Regions from separate parts of the Mus musculus genome. Here region 2 is linked to region 1. Evidence: chromatin contacts called from public Hi-C data. All regions are on one chromosome and are shown on one strand. Each heading gives the region's core, a stretch centred on a gene start, on an enhancer-like site or on the middle of the called end of the contact. The rest is flanking DNA. Distances are from core to core; before and after follow the strand shown.

What was found. A called contact is a pair of places that touch in the nucleus more often than the background predicts.
Region 2: a contact with region 1 is called in a Hi-C map of cortical neurons, with 1.8 times the contacts expected there. The contact joins two enhancer-like sites. A contact is called at or near these places in 4 of 484 Hi-C or Micro-C datasets (cortical neurons, embryonic stem cells and uterus), 3 of 115 datasets of contacts at active chromatin or transcription factors (SST interneurons, VIP interneurons and neural stem cells) and 1 of 9 other capture datasets (embryonic stem cells).

The regions. Positions count from the first base shown.
Region 1 is chr5:27,065,543-27,071,588 of GRCm38.p6, reverse strand. The region is part of intron 1 of Dpp6 (dipeptidylpeptidase 6); the gene reads right to left. Among named protein-coding and RNA genes, the nearest start is that of Dpp6, 19 kb to the right of the region's middle. Within about 2 kb of position 3,073, at least 13 of the 459 cell types and tissues checked have an H3K27ac peak or open chromatin away from gene starts, as enhancers often do. A contact at or near this core is called in SST interneurons and cortical neurons, where this site is marked.
Region 2 is chr5:27,472,563-27,478,480 of GRCm38.p6, reverse strand. All of the region lies in intron 5 of Dpp6 (dipeptidylpeptidase 6), which reads right to left. Among named protein-coding and RNA genes, the nearest start is that of Gm52769, 25 kb to the left of the region's middle. Within about 2 kb of position 3,315, at least 5 of the 459 cell types and tissues checked have an H3K27ac peak or open chromatin away from gene starts, as enhancers often do. A contact at or near this core is called in SST interneurons and cortical neurons, where this site is marked.

The DNA of each region.
Region 1 (6,046 bases), core at 1,824-4,323:
AAGTACCTTGCACTGGCACAATCTGTATTTGAAGCTCTGTGTCCATGTGGATTCTTTGAGCTTCTTCTATATAGCTGATGTCTGGACCTGTCCTCTTTCTCCTCCATCCTATGACTGCCTGGACCCTCAAGAAGCACAATGGCCACTTGGTCTCCCAGGAAGACATTCCTGACACCCATGAGATGGAATCAAGTGTCTCCTCTGCTGCCACACGATTCTTTGCACACAGGATCGGGAACTAGCTGAATAAGACAGTAAGCTTAACTTGAAATAAGGACTGTTTTACTTAAAAATACTGGACCCCATTACTAATAAAGAGATTCATCCAGGGATCTTACACCAAAGGGATGAGTCAGCATGTTTTCCTGTGATTTGGTGGAATATAAATTCCCATCTTCATCCTCCAAACCCATGATGTTCAGAGTGGGAGTCACTAGCTACATACAGTGATATGAGTTTAAAATGGATGAAATAATGGTTGAAGGTCAGTTCCTAATTGCATCAGCCACATTCCAAATGCTCATCATGTGGCCCCAGTGACCAAATCTGAAAACATGGAGTATAGAACATTTGTCATCAAATGCCTTGGTTCCAGTATAAACTGGAGAGGGCTCTGCCCTCAGGGGACATCCATGGAGGGGGATGATTGTAAGAAGTAAAAGGTGGTGATGGCTGACCTTAATTAATAGCCACAACTGCATCAAGGAAGGACTTAGGAGAAAGTGAGGATTCATGAAGAACACCCAAGTTACTAGGATGCTGAAGAACACCAAGTTGCTGGGGTGCAACGGGTGAATGGAATACCAAGAGAGGTCTGCAGAATAATAAAACACCAGCACAGACCGAGGTCTTTATTCTGGCATATCAGTAGAGTCCCTCAGCCACTGTCCGTCTTAGTGCAGTGTCTGTTCCCTCAGGCCCTTCAGAGGAGGTCTGGAGCTAAGGATCGAGAGGTTATACCATCAGCCTGGTCCTAATCTGGGCCATTTCTAATCATGCCTTAATGTTAATTCCCCAATAGATACTGGACTGGGGAGGGTAATTTGACCAACTATGACAGGACCTGCTGAAGGGTCTAACCTGTGCTCCTCCAACCAGTAGGAACAGTGAGAGTGGCAAGGGACACCACTTACTTTTCCTACCTGATTTCTTCCTTTTCCTCACAGAGGGATACTTTAGCAATGGGACTGTGGTTGTGTTTATGTCCAGTGAGTCCGGCATCACATCTCTCGTAGCTCCCCATCCCCCATCTCACTCCAGCTCTGCCTCATTGGTGAATACTCTAAATGGAAGACATGCTCCAATGGCTGCCACTCATGACAAGAATGGTGAGAGACCAATGGTAGGACTGTGATGCCTGTTGTGGGATCAAGGCAGGAGTTAAACACATCCTAGGATATAGACAGGAGGGATCCTGGGCCTTCTAGTACTGCTGACATTAAAAGCTCACTGGAAAAGAACTTTGGGGAGGAAGCTCAGGTAAAGATGTAACACAGTGAGCTCTGGAGAGCCATTGGGTTCTGATTGAGCTTCTGTCCCCAGCCAAACCCCTGTCTGTCCCCAGAGCATACAGCATGATGCTGTGACTGAACATGTCATATAATTGATGTAGCTTCCCAGAAACCATGAATAGAAGGCCGGGAATATGGTTTAGCTGGTACAAGTGCTTGTCTATGATGCAAGCCCTGGGTTTCTTCTTCTGCACTGAAAACCCTGGGTATTGTGGTACAGTCTGTAATCACAGCAAAGAGGAGACAGGAGTTCAAGATCATGCTTGGCTATATATCCAGTTTGACACATGTTTAGGCTACATGTGACCTCACCTCAAAATTGATAGAGAGGGGGGGGGCGGGAGAGAGAGAGATTATAAAATAGATGGCTTCATTTTATCTTTTATCAAGAGCATGGAAAATATATAAACCAGACTGAGGTGGTCACCTTTGCTCTCTGTCTGGGCTCACCTTACACCTCCAATGCTACCTCAGAGAAAAAAATGACCTTGACGTAGTCTTAAAAATGATTGACATTTTCTAGAATTGGAAAGATACAGAGAGGTCCTGGTAGCCATCATGCCACGGCAGGGGGATGGAAGAGTCTGGCATGTGAAGGGAAGGCACAGGGGTCAGGGAAGCTGCAAAGGGATTGGGTGACAGACATGCTGCTGTGTGGAGGCTGCAAGGCCCATTGAGTACAGAAATGGATCACTTTGTGAGTCAAGTTTGTGGTGACCAAGTGTCCCTGGGGGTGCACACTTAGCCACTTGACAGGGTGGACACAGAGCAGTGGAGGTGCTGCTGTTTGTAATGACTTGTGACATTTTACATTTTTTTACTACTAAACTTCCTGCTCATTGCTTGTCCCCAAACACGGATTTTTATCCACTGTCTGGCAAGGAACCAGAAGCCCCAAGAGATGTGGCTGCTGCTTTGTGAAAGGACACACTTAAAAATAGCTTCCTTCCCATTAAGCCAGACCCAGCAGGAAGCAGGGCATCTGGGTGGAGAGACTGAATAATGTAGAAATGTCACAGCCCATGGGTGCCCTGAGTGGAGGCCTGTGTGAGGCTCCTTCATCTTCTTTGGTTTTAGCCCTAGAGATACAGCATTGATGTTCTCATCTGCCACTCTGGACTGCCTGTTGTGTCAAGTAAGGCATGCCTTCCATGAGATGCAGAGATGGGCAGCATGGGCTTGAGGTCACGTGGAGGCCACTGAGACACAACACAGCCCTGCCCTCCATGAGCTCAGGCCCTGTAAGAGGACAAAGCAGAGGACATAGGTAGTATTCAGTGAGGTGAGATCAAGCCCTCTGTTTTCAAAGCATGATGCTCCTGAGAGTGTGTCAGAGTGGCAGGAAGCTTAGATTGAGGAATTAGTGGAGCTTTCAGGAAACGGGACAGTAAAGTGAAGTTGCAAGTCCTAAAGCTTCCAGCAAAAATGGCAGTGAGCTGCAGGGGAGAAGATGGAGCTCTGCTCAGCTAGGAAAACATTACACCACATTTACACCACATATCTGCTTCCTCGACGTACTGAGACACTCCCTGCTTGGCTGTCTCACTTAACACAATGTTCTGCCTGGTTCCTCGTGTTGCTGCCAACAACAGGATTTTTTTTTAATGAGTGAATAATACATTGCACATATCCATTTAGTCATCAGTAGATACCTAGACAAATTTCATATCTTGGCTGCTGAGGAAGCTTGTCTAACCAAGTCTCTCAGAACATGTCCTTATGTGGAAATCAGGCACTCACAACTGTGCTTATTATAAGAAGGGAAAAGAAAGTTGGAGAAGGTAGCCAGGAACAGGGAGGACATAAACTTGGAGAGATGCTGACACAAGGTCTGGGTTGTCAGGACTACTAGAAACTGGAGGAAACACAGAAGTATGCTCCCTACGGTTGAAAGACTCACAGAAAGGGCCTCCTTACAACCCGAAGACACACAGCAGGATCAACTCTCTCACAGTTGGAAAAGACAGAAAAGGACCCTCCCTACCATCAAGAGGGGAGAGACTCTTCTATACTTTTGTTTTTGAGTTTCCAGCATCCAGAACTCTGAGATAACAAATAGGAATTGTTCTCAGCCACCCAGTCTGTGGTGTTTGTTTTAGAAAGCATAAAATATGGGCAGAGAGAACAGGACTTCCAAAACAGGTGTAATAGAACAGGACAGAGATGTCTGTGGCAGCCGGAAGTGAATGAAGAGGGACACATAATATCTGTCCCAAAATTCTATCACCAATCTAAGCCAACACATATAAGTGTGAAATCTCTCTAAAAATACCTCTACTTAGTATTCCAGTATTCACTGTGAAATGCAAGTGAAACAAACCATTAACAGAACTTTAAAGAATTCAGTGTTTTCTAGACTTTTTGGTCATGAAATCCTCTTGCATGTGCAGATTGATCTAATTGTGCATACACATGTGTGGGGTGGGGTGCACATATGTGAGTGTATGACTGTTGAGGCCAGAGGTCAATAATCAGGTGTTCCTCAGGCACTATCCCTGTGCTTTTATTTGGCTTTATTAAGATGGTTTCTCATTGGCTTGGGCTCACTAATGAAAGCTGGCTGGCTGGCCAATTGCCTTTAGGTACTTGCCTCTATCCATTCCTTAGGTGCTGAAATTACAAGCATATTCTACCATGTCTATCCTTTAAACTCAGGCTCACATGCTCACAAGATGAGCTCTTTACCAATCAAGATACACACACACACACACACACACACACACACACACACACACACACACACACACACACACCAACCTGTGCACAGATTTTTAAAGGATAGCTAAGAAACTGTCCCAGCAGTTCCCCCTAAGCTCTGCACTAACTATGACCAATCTTGCTTGGAAGCAGCTGCAACGTTGATAGCTGATTATACACACACACACTACTGGTGCTCGTGAATTAGATTAAATGAAGCTCTTCATGATGGTATTTTTTAAAGTGAAATCTTATATTCTTCTCATCAACAGAGTTTATTTGAACTCTGTGCTCTGAGCACAGACCAGAGCGGGAGCCAGAAAGACCAGGAAGAATGCCAGCGAGCTGTGACTACTCTGAGCTATCAGATGTGCTCTGACTGTAATGGGGAGCTAGCAGAAAAATACAGGAAGTGTTCATATCTTGCTGTCTATTAAAGAGCTATTGAAAATACTGTCTCTTCCCTCTGGCCTGCTGCACTGAAATATGCACCTTGCCTCACTGTTAGGGAAGGCTTTCTCATCCTTTTCTAAAAGATGTTATCCACTTTGAGGTAGATACCCCTATTCCTAAATGCTTGGGAAACACTGCCTGAGACAGATAGGTAGGATGACCTTGGATGTCACCTCCATGATGAGTCTATCCAGAATACTGTTGAGATTCTCTGTCATACTGTTGTTTCTCTGTCATATTGACTACACCTTGGCTCCTGGGAGGTAACTTGTCCTCAGGTCATGAGGGGACCTCCAGAGCATTCACATAGCCCCTGGATTATTTAGGTAATAGCACCAATTGTCAGAGTTTTATAACCATGTACTGCATATTGAGTTGACAGTTCTTGCTTAAACATCCCTTTAAATCTCAGAAAGGAAACAAAGCAGTCCCATGAAGCTCCTGAAAATTACAAGACGCATAGGGCCCCCCTCAAGATTAGACAAGCAAAAGTCATTTTTGGGGAGAGAAAACTCTCCCAGACTAACCCAGGCATCTGCCAGACATTCAGGGAGACCAACGCATGCATGTTGTCATCCAGGCTGGTGTGGCTTTTGGTGGCTTGGCTGCCTTTGATTCTGTAAGTGACCCCTTACCTATACCTCTGTGTGTAAGCCCAAAAAACTTGCTGGCTCACTACGCCAAAGTTTTTACTAGGGCTTTTCCTAGTACTCCACTTAGGATAAACAGACAACTGCTTACATCTTCCTGGGAAAATCACACAACACTCTCTTGACTGACTCAATAGGGTTTCAATTTCAGACTGTTTCAAACTGTGAGTTAGTAGAAAATACTCAAAAGGTTTGACCAACACAAACTCAGGCTCATTTCCATTGTTCTACTTGTGTTGTGTTTGATCTTGCCTCCTTTGTCATGTTGCCTGATAAGTCAACTTGAGGTGAGCAAGCTCAGAGGCTGTGGAAGCTCCTGGGATAGAGAGTAGACATCTCACACGTGTCTATGCTGCCTGCACCCCTGTGCTTCACCCTTGTCCTGGGAAGACAGCTAGGCACCTTTTATACTAGGGAAGCCAGTCAGTCCAAATTGGACAGTCCTCCTCACCTCTGAGAAGGAGTGAAACTCACATGGGTACCAGAGACTATAGCAAGTGACTTCTCTCAGACCTGGAGGTTGGCTGCTGAGGCCATGGCCAGTGTGTCAGGCTCTGCAGTGGGCCCTGTACCAAGGTATAAACTGTGGCTGCTAAATGTATTCTACAAGGAAGATGGAGATCTAGGGCACTCCCTCTCTGTTATAAGGGCACTAGTCCCATTCATCAGGGCTCCACCAAATGTTGCATTTTACATTCCATAATTTGAAGCTTGGGCATCAGTATATGAACATAG
Region 2 (5,918 bases), core at 2,066-4,565, 410 kb before region 1:
ATCACAACAGCTGCAGCAGTAATGCCTGCCAGGCTGCACCACTCTGGGCATTGGCACGCAGAACCTGCAAGAACATGGCAAAGGGCTCCATCGTTCATGCTCAGGTTTTTTATAATAAAACTCAGGAATAAAGGAAGCCATAAGGTAAAAACATTGCCTGCTGAAAGATGAAAACCCGCTCTGTGAAGGAACAAATTGAAAGGCACTTGCCATTGATGCCGTGAAGGCCAGAAACTAAAGAATTCATTATCCTTCCTAGGGAACACACCCAGGACTGAGTGAGAACACAAAAGGTTTTGAAAGTCTGTCTGCTACTACTGAAGTCATTCTGGTTGCCTAGAAGAAAAACAAGCATATGTTCTAGAGCGTTTCTGGCTGTTTAATATCATTCATGCTAAGTGAACAATATTGTCCTATACCCACAAGGCTTTGGACAGCTTCTTACGTAAACACTCTGCTAAATCATTTCTGTGACACAGTGGGGGTGGGGGCAAATCACAAATGAGATTTTCCCTAGCCCACCATGTTTTCTAATCCTTTTCAGGACTATGAAAATCTCCAGCCACAAGGTAGAGATAACCATCCACAGTAAGTGTCCAAGTCCTGATCCTTGGTTCAGATGGCCAGGTAGCTTGCTCCATATTAATCAGCCTGGAGTCTCTGCCTGCAATTGCTGTTAACAGCTCACCCTTAACCACAGTTTGTACAATGGGAAATAAAGGACAAATATTTTAGGAAGGATTTGAGTCTCTCTGCCCCTTGATACATACATTGATGGTCATTCACAATACAGACAATTAATTGAGCTCTATGTGATATCTGGCCAAGTTACTCAGCAAACCCATGACTCTCCTCATTTACCTTTCTTCAGATCTTTTGTCACCAATTACACAAGCTTCACTTGTTACACTAGGTCCTGCAGAGTCTCCCTCCAGGCTGGTGGTCTGTAGGAATGATTAATGTTATGTGCTCATAGCCATGGTTTGTGTGCCCTGACCCGTCACTGCTCCTCACTTAACAAACACCTGCAGTTTCTATGGCAGATCTTCTAGGAATGCTGATGCCCCCATGTTCTACCTACATAGAGTCCAGACCCTTGGGAAGTCACTCTGCTCCCTTGAGAACCCTTTCTAGGGTCACCTCCTACAGTGGGACTGTCTCTTAATTCTCTAGTCCCATTTCCCCCAAAACACCTCTGCGTGTATTCCCCCAGTAAGGATCCACCCCTTTCAGGAGAGCTGGTTAATACCCATTAGCTCCTTGATCCTTCCCTTCTTGGCTCATTTCTTGTATTATTCACACCACAATGTCTTTGCTCAATATACCACCCGTGCATTTATTTTCTAATGATGCCTAGATCCTTCCACCATGTGTGCTCATGCTTTGCCACTTCATATATCTGACCTAGTTACGTCCATGCTTGTTGTCAACACACTACTCACATGTGCTAAGAAATGGAACCATGCTAGATGTTTATCAACAGATGAATGCCAAAACGGATGGTGTGTATGTACCATGGAACTGTTTGGCTACAAAGAAAGTCACGGCATTTTCAGGAAAAGGGATGGAATTGGAGATTATTATGTTAAATGTAGTCCACCAGACTCAAAAGGACAAACACCATGTGTTTTCATTCATGCAAGATCCTATATTTTAACACACACACGTGCACGTTCGTGTGTGAAGAAGAGTAGAGGTCATGAAACTAGGAAGATGAACATGAGAGCAGAGGGGAAAATGTGGGTATGATGAATGCAGTTCCAGGAAGTCCTATAGGCGACTCCTCTTCTCCAGAGAAGCAGGAGAGTCACTTAAAGGCAATCTCCCCACCTCTCGTTGCAGGGGATGCTGGGTAATCAAGATTAGCTGAGCAGGCTAAGCACTTTCTGCAGGTATAGACTGTTAAGCCCTCATTTGGGAAACATGCAAGACCAATGTTAGCCATGGTAGAAAGAAATAATGTACAAGGAGTTCATTTAACAGGGGGCAGGTTGGCTTCCTAAAGGAGGACCTAGAGATTACTCGGCAGTCTGTCTCTCTCTGTCTCTGTCTCTGTCTCTCCATCTCTGTCTCTCCTTCTCTCCATCTCTCTGTCTCTCTCTGTCTCTGTGTGTATATGTGTGTATGTGTGTGTGTGTGTGTGTTTGTACATGAATACGGTGTGCAAAGAGGCTAGAAGAGGGAGTCAGTAAAGTGTTGAGTTGGATCCCCTGGAGCTAGAGTTATAGATAGTTATAAGTCATGTGATGTGGGCTAAGAACCAAACTCAGCTCCTCTGAGAGTACAGTATGCATTCATAACTACTGAACAATCTCTCCAGTCCTCATGTTCTTAAAAAATAAGAATGATTTTATATATATAATATATACATATATATAATGATTATATACATACATACATACATACATACATACATACATATATACATACATACATACCCCAAATCAAAGATGTGCATGGAAGACCATGGAATTTAGATGGAATTTATTTCACCAAATATGTTGAATCAGGTCTATCTATATTTGAGTGCCTTCCAGCTTTATATAAATAATATATTTCAAATTCCTCCAGATGGTAAAATTGGCTACATTAACTAACAAAGTACAGGAAAAAGACAGTTTTTTTTCTTGAATAGGAAAATTGTTTCACTCCTGTAATGCACAGCTCAGCATCAAAATGTCTTTCCCCTGGAGCAGAATGAGTTTTCTTTCTTTCTTTCTTTCTTTCTTTCTTTCTTTCTTTCTTTCTTTCTTTCTTTCTTTCTTTCTTTCTTTCTCTCTTGTTTCAAAAGGGACTTTCTAACCTTTATTGCAATAAGGACAACAGTAATAGCCTAATCATACATGACAAATAACAATGTCCAGATATTAGTTACATATAGGAACCTTCATATAGACAAACAGCTAATTGTCTACATTGGATATGTTTAGGTTCTCCTGAGAATTAAGGCAAATGCCATCCTGTAAAGTAGGAGTTAACTATTACAGGAAATGCACAATGAACCACAGAGGATACATAAATTTTTTAGAAACAAGCAAGGACAAGCTGTACATACCCTCTCTCCTATGATGAAGAAAGTGCAGAGGATGCCCTCTTCCTCTGAGGAAACTTATGTGGCACCACTGCTCTTCCACGGAGGAAGCTGTACACAACACACCATGTGCGCTGAGCAGAAAGCTGTAGATGGCACCTCACACGTCTCTGTCCTCTGAGGAGAAAGCTTACACAGCACCATCTTCCCTCTGAGAAGGAAGCTCTACACAGCTTCTTTCTGAGGCAGAAGCTGTGAATGGTACCTCACAGTCTGACGAAGCTCTACAGGACACCTCTGCTCTCTGAGGAGTGTTTATATCACACTAGGTCTCATCTGAGGGAGAGCTGTGCACAGCACACCACATGCTCTGAGGAGGGAGAAGGATAGAATAGCTTACTTTCTTCCCTCTGAGGAAAAAGTCATACAAGTTTCTTCTCACTCCTCTTCCCAGAGGAAGAGATTGTACAGGATGCCTCTGCTGTGGGAAGGATGCTTACACAGCACATCTTCCCTGTGAGGGCAAAGGTGTCTAACACGTCTCGTCTCCTTTCTCCTCCTCCTCTGAGGTGGCCTCTCTAGTCTGAGGAGGGCAGCTGTGTACCTCACGATGTTCTGAGGTGGGAGATAACCATGGTACCTTGCGCCACTCCCTGAGACAGACCCTTTTAGGGGCAAGGGATCTTTTAACTTCCTGTCCCATCACCAGCATCTGTGATCCAACTGAGAAAAGTGGAGATAATCAAATATCTGTTACTTGGCTAAAAACTAGCATAGGAAATATTTTAAGAAGTAGAGAATCAAGATTGTCTCCCAGGAAGGACAATTACCTGGAGCTGTTCAAACCTCACAGGTCAATTTCCAGCTTCTGTGCCAGTGCCCACAGGGCTTGTTGGAGATGGCTGGGAGACTTATGGCTTGGTAATGACCTTGGCTATGAGTCTAAAAGTCATCTTTACAAACTACAACCTGCACATAGAATAGCAAAGCCTCGCTTGCTCCCCCAGCTGGCTGGGGCCATTGGTAAGAATGAACATAAACTATGGGGCTGGTTTTGGTGATTTTTTTTCCCTTCTGAGTGCATAACACAAAATTCTTTACGAAAGGAACCAGCAAACTCAAAGAAAGTTATTGTAAATTTATTGCTAAATTTTAGATTTGGGTAGTAAAATTATCACATACAAAAATTGTTTTTTCATTGGGATTCTCAAAAGAATTCTAGTTCTGAGGGTCTATATAGCATCTGTATTATACTGATCATGAATAAACACCAACAGTGAGACACTGGACACAGGAAATACACAGGACAAAGGGACACTGCCTATTAAATCAGCGTTAGGCTCCTCTCATGCCACTTATTGAACCTGTGTGGAATCCAGGCATGTTTGTTGTTAACCCATATTGGTTTGCAAATGACCTCCGAGTCACTAATGAATAACTGATCTCTCTTCTTCAGTAAACATGAATGTCTTCCCTCTGGACCTACTCAGTCTAGAAGAAAAACAAATCCTTGTCATGAAAGCATCTGAGAAAGAGTGAAGGGTTTTCCTGACATCCTTCTCTGAACAGAGTACACAAGACCATGTTGAACTCATTCTTTCCTGTTTCTGTGACTTCTTGATGCTTTGGGGGGCATGTGAGAAAGAAGGTCAAGGAGATATAGCTGCAAGGGGCTAGCTCTATAATGGCTTCAGAGACTTGTCAATCTACACTTCTTGGGATGGGCTTGACCCACTATCTAGCTTCTGGCAAATGATTTGTGCTGACATGGAGTGGGGGCGTCCACAATGGATTAGAAATACTGCTTGGTACTCATGCTGTCAATACTCTTCTTGCTTGCTGCTCTGAGGGACAAGCCACTGCATTTTAGACTATCTTTGGGGAGATACTGAGGACATTCTATGACCCAGAGTCTATGAGTGACCCTTTAGACCACAGAAACTGAGCCATGTAAATATCCATGTAAAGGAACTTGGGAAAGACCATTTCTCACCAGAGTCTGAAGGTAAGTTTGCAGCCCAGAGGATGATGATGATGATGATGGTGGTGGTGGTGGTGGTGGTGGTGGTGGTGGTGGTGGTGGTTTTTGAGACTGGGTCCTATATCTTCTATAACTCATTATGCACCTCAGTGCTTGCATAACAAAGTTTATTGGAGAGAGGAGATGAGTTATTTATTAATGATTCTGACATAGTATGTAAAGCAACCTGGTTAAACAAACTCCCTGCCTGGATTCCACACAGATTTAATAAATGGATGCAAAGAACCTAACACAGATCTTCATAGGTAGTGTTTCTCTGTCTTGCTGACTCACTGTTGTTGTATACTTATGTTCAGTAAAATAAGGATGCTACACAGACCCTCAGAACTATAGTACTGGACTCATGGCAGCCCTCCTGCCTCAGCCTCTCAAGTTCTGGGATTGCAGGTCTGTGCCACCATACTCTGCCATAACACAATGACTCTGACCTCAGCTATATAAAAGTCTCAAAGTCAACAGATTGAGCTAACCTGAGCCTTTGTCTTTGACCCACAGAAACCAGAGATAATGGATGCTGTTGGTTTAAGCCACTGACTGTTGGGTCTCTCTTTACAGTATCAGTGACTGAGAGATGGGTCTTTTATTTAGACTATCTTTTAGACAAAATGCTATTTGGGACAGGCTGCTGTCCAGGAGCTTTAAAAGTAGCACTTTTCATTATCATCTTTAAACATGAAAGTCAAATTATTTACAAATATTCAGAGCTTTCACAGAAAGTATTATCAAAGGAAGAATCTTTTGCAGACATAAATTTTCTTTCCTCTCACAAACATATCTATATTTTGAAATGATCTAAGATATTACAGCTTCAATTATTTTTCACTTCTGCAGCGTTTAGGATATGTG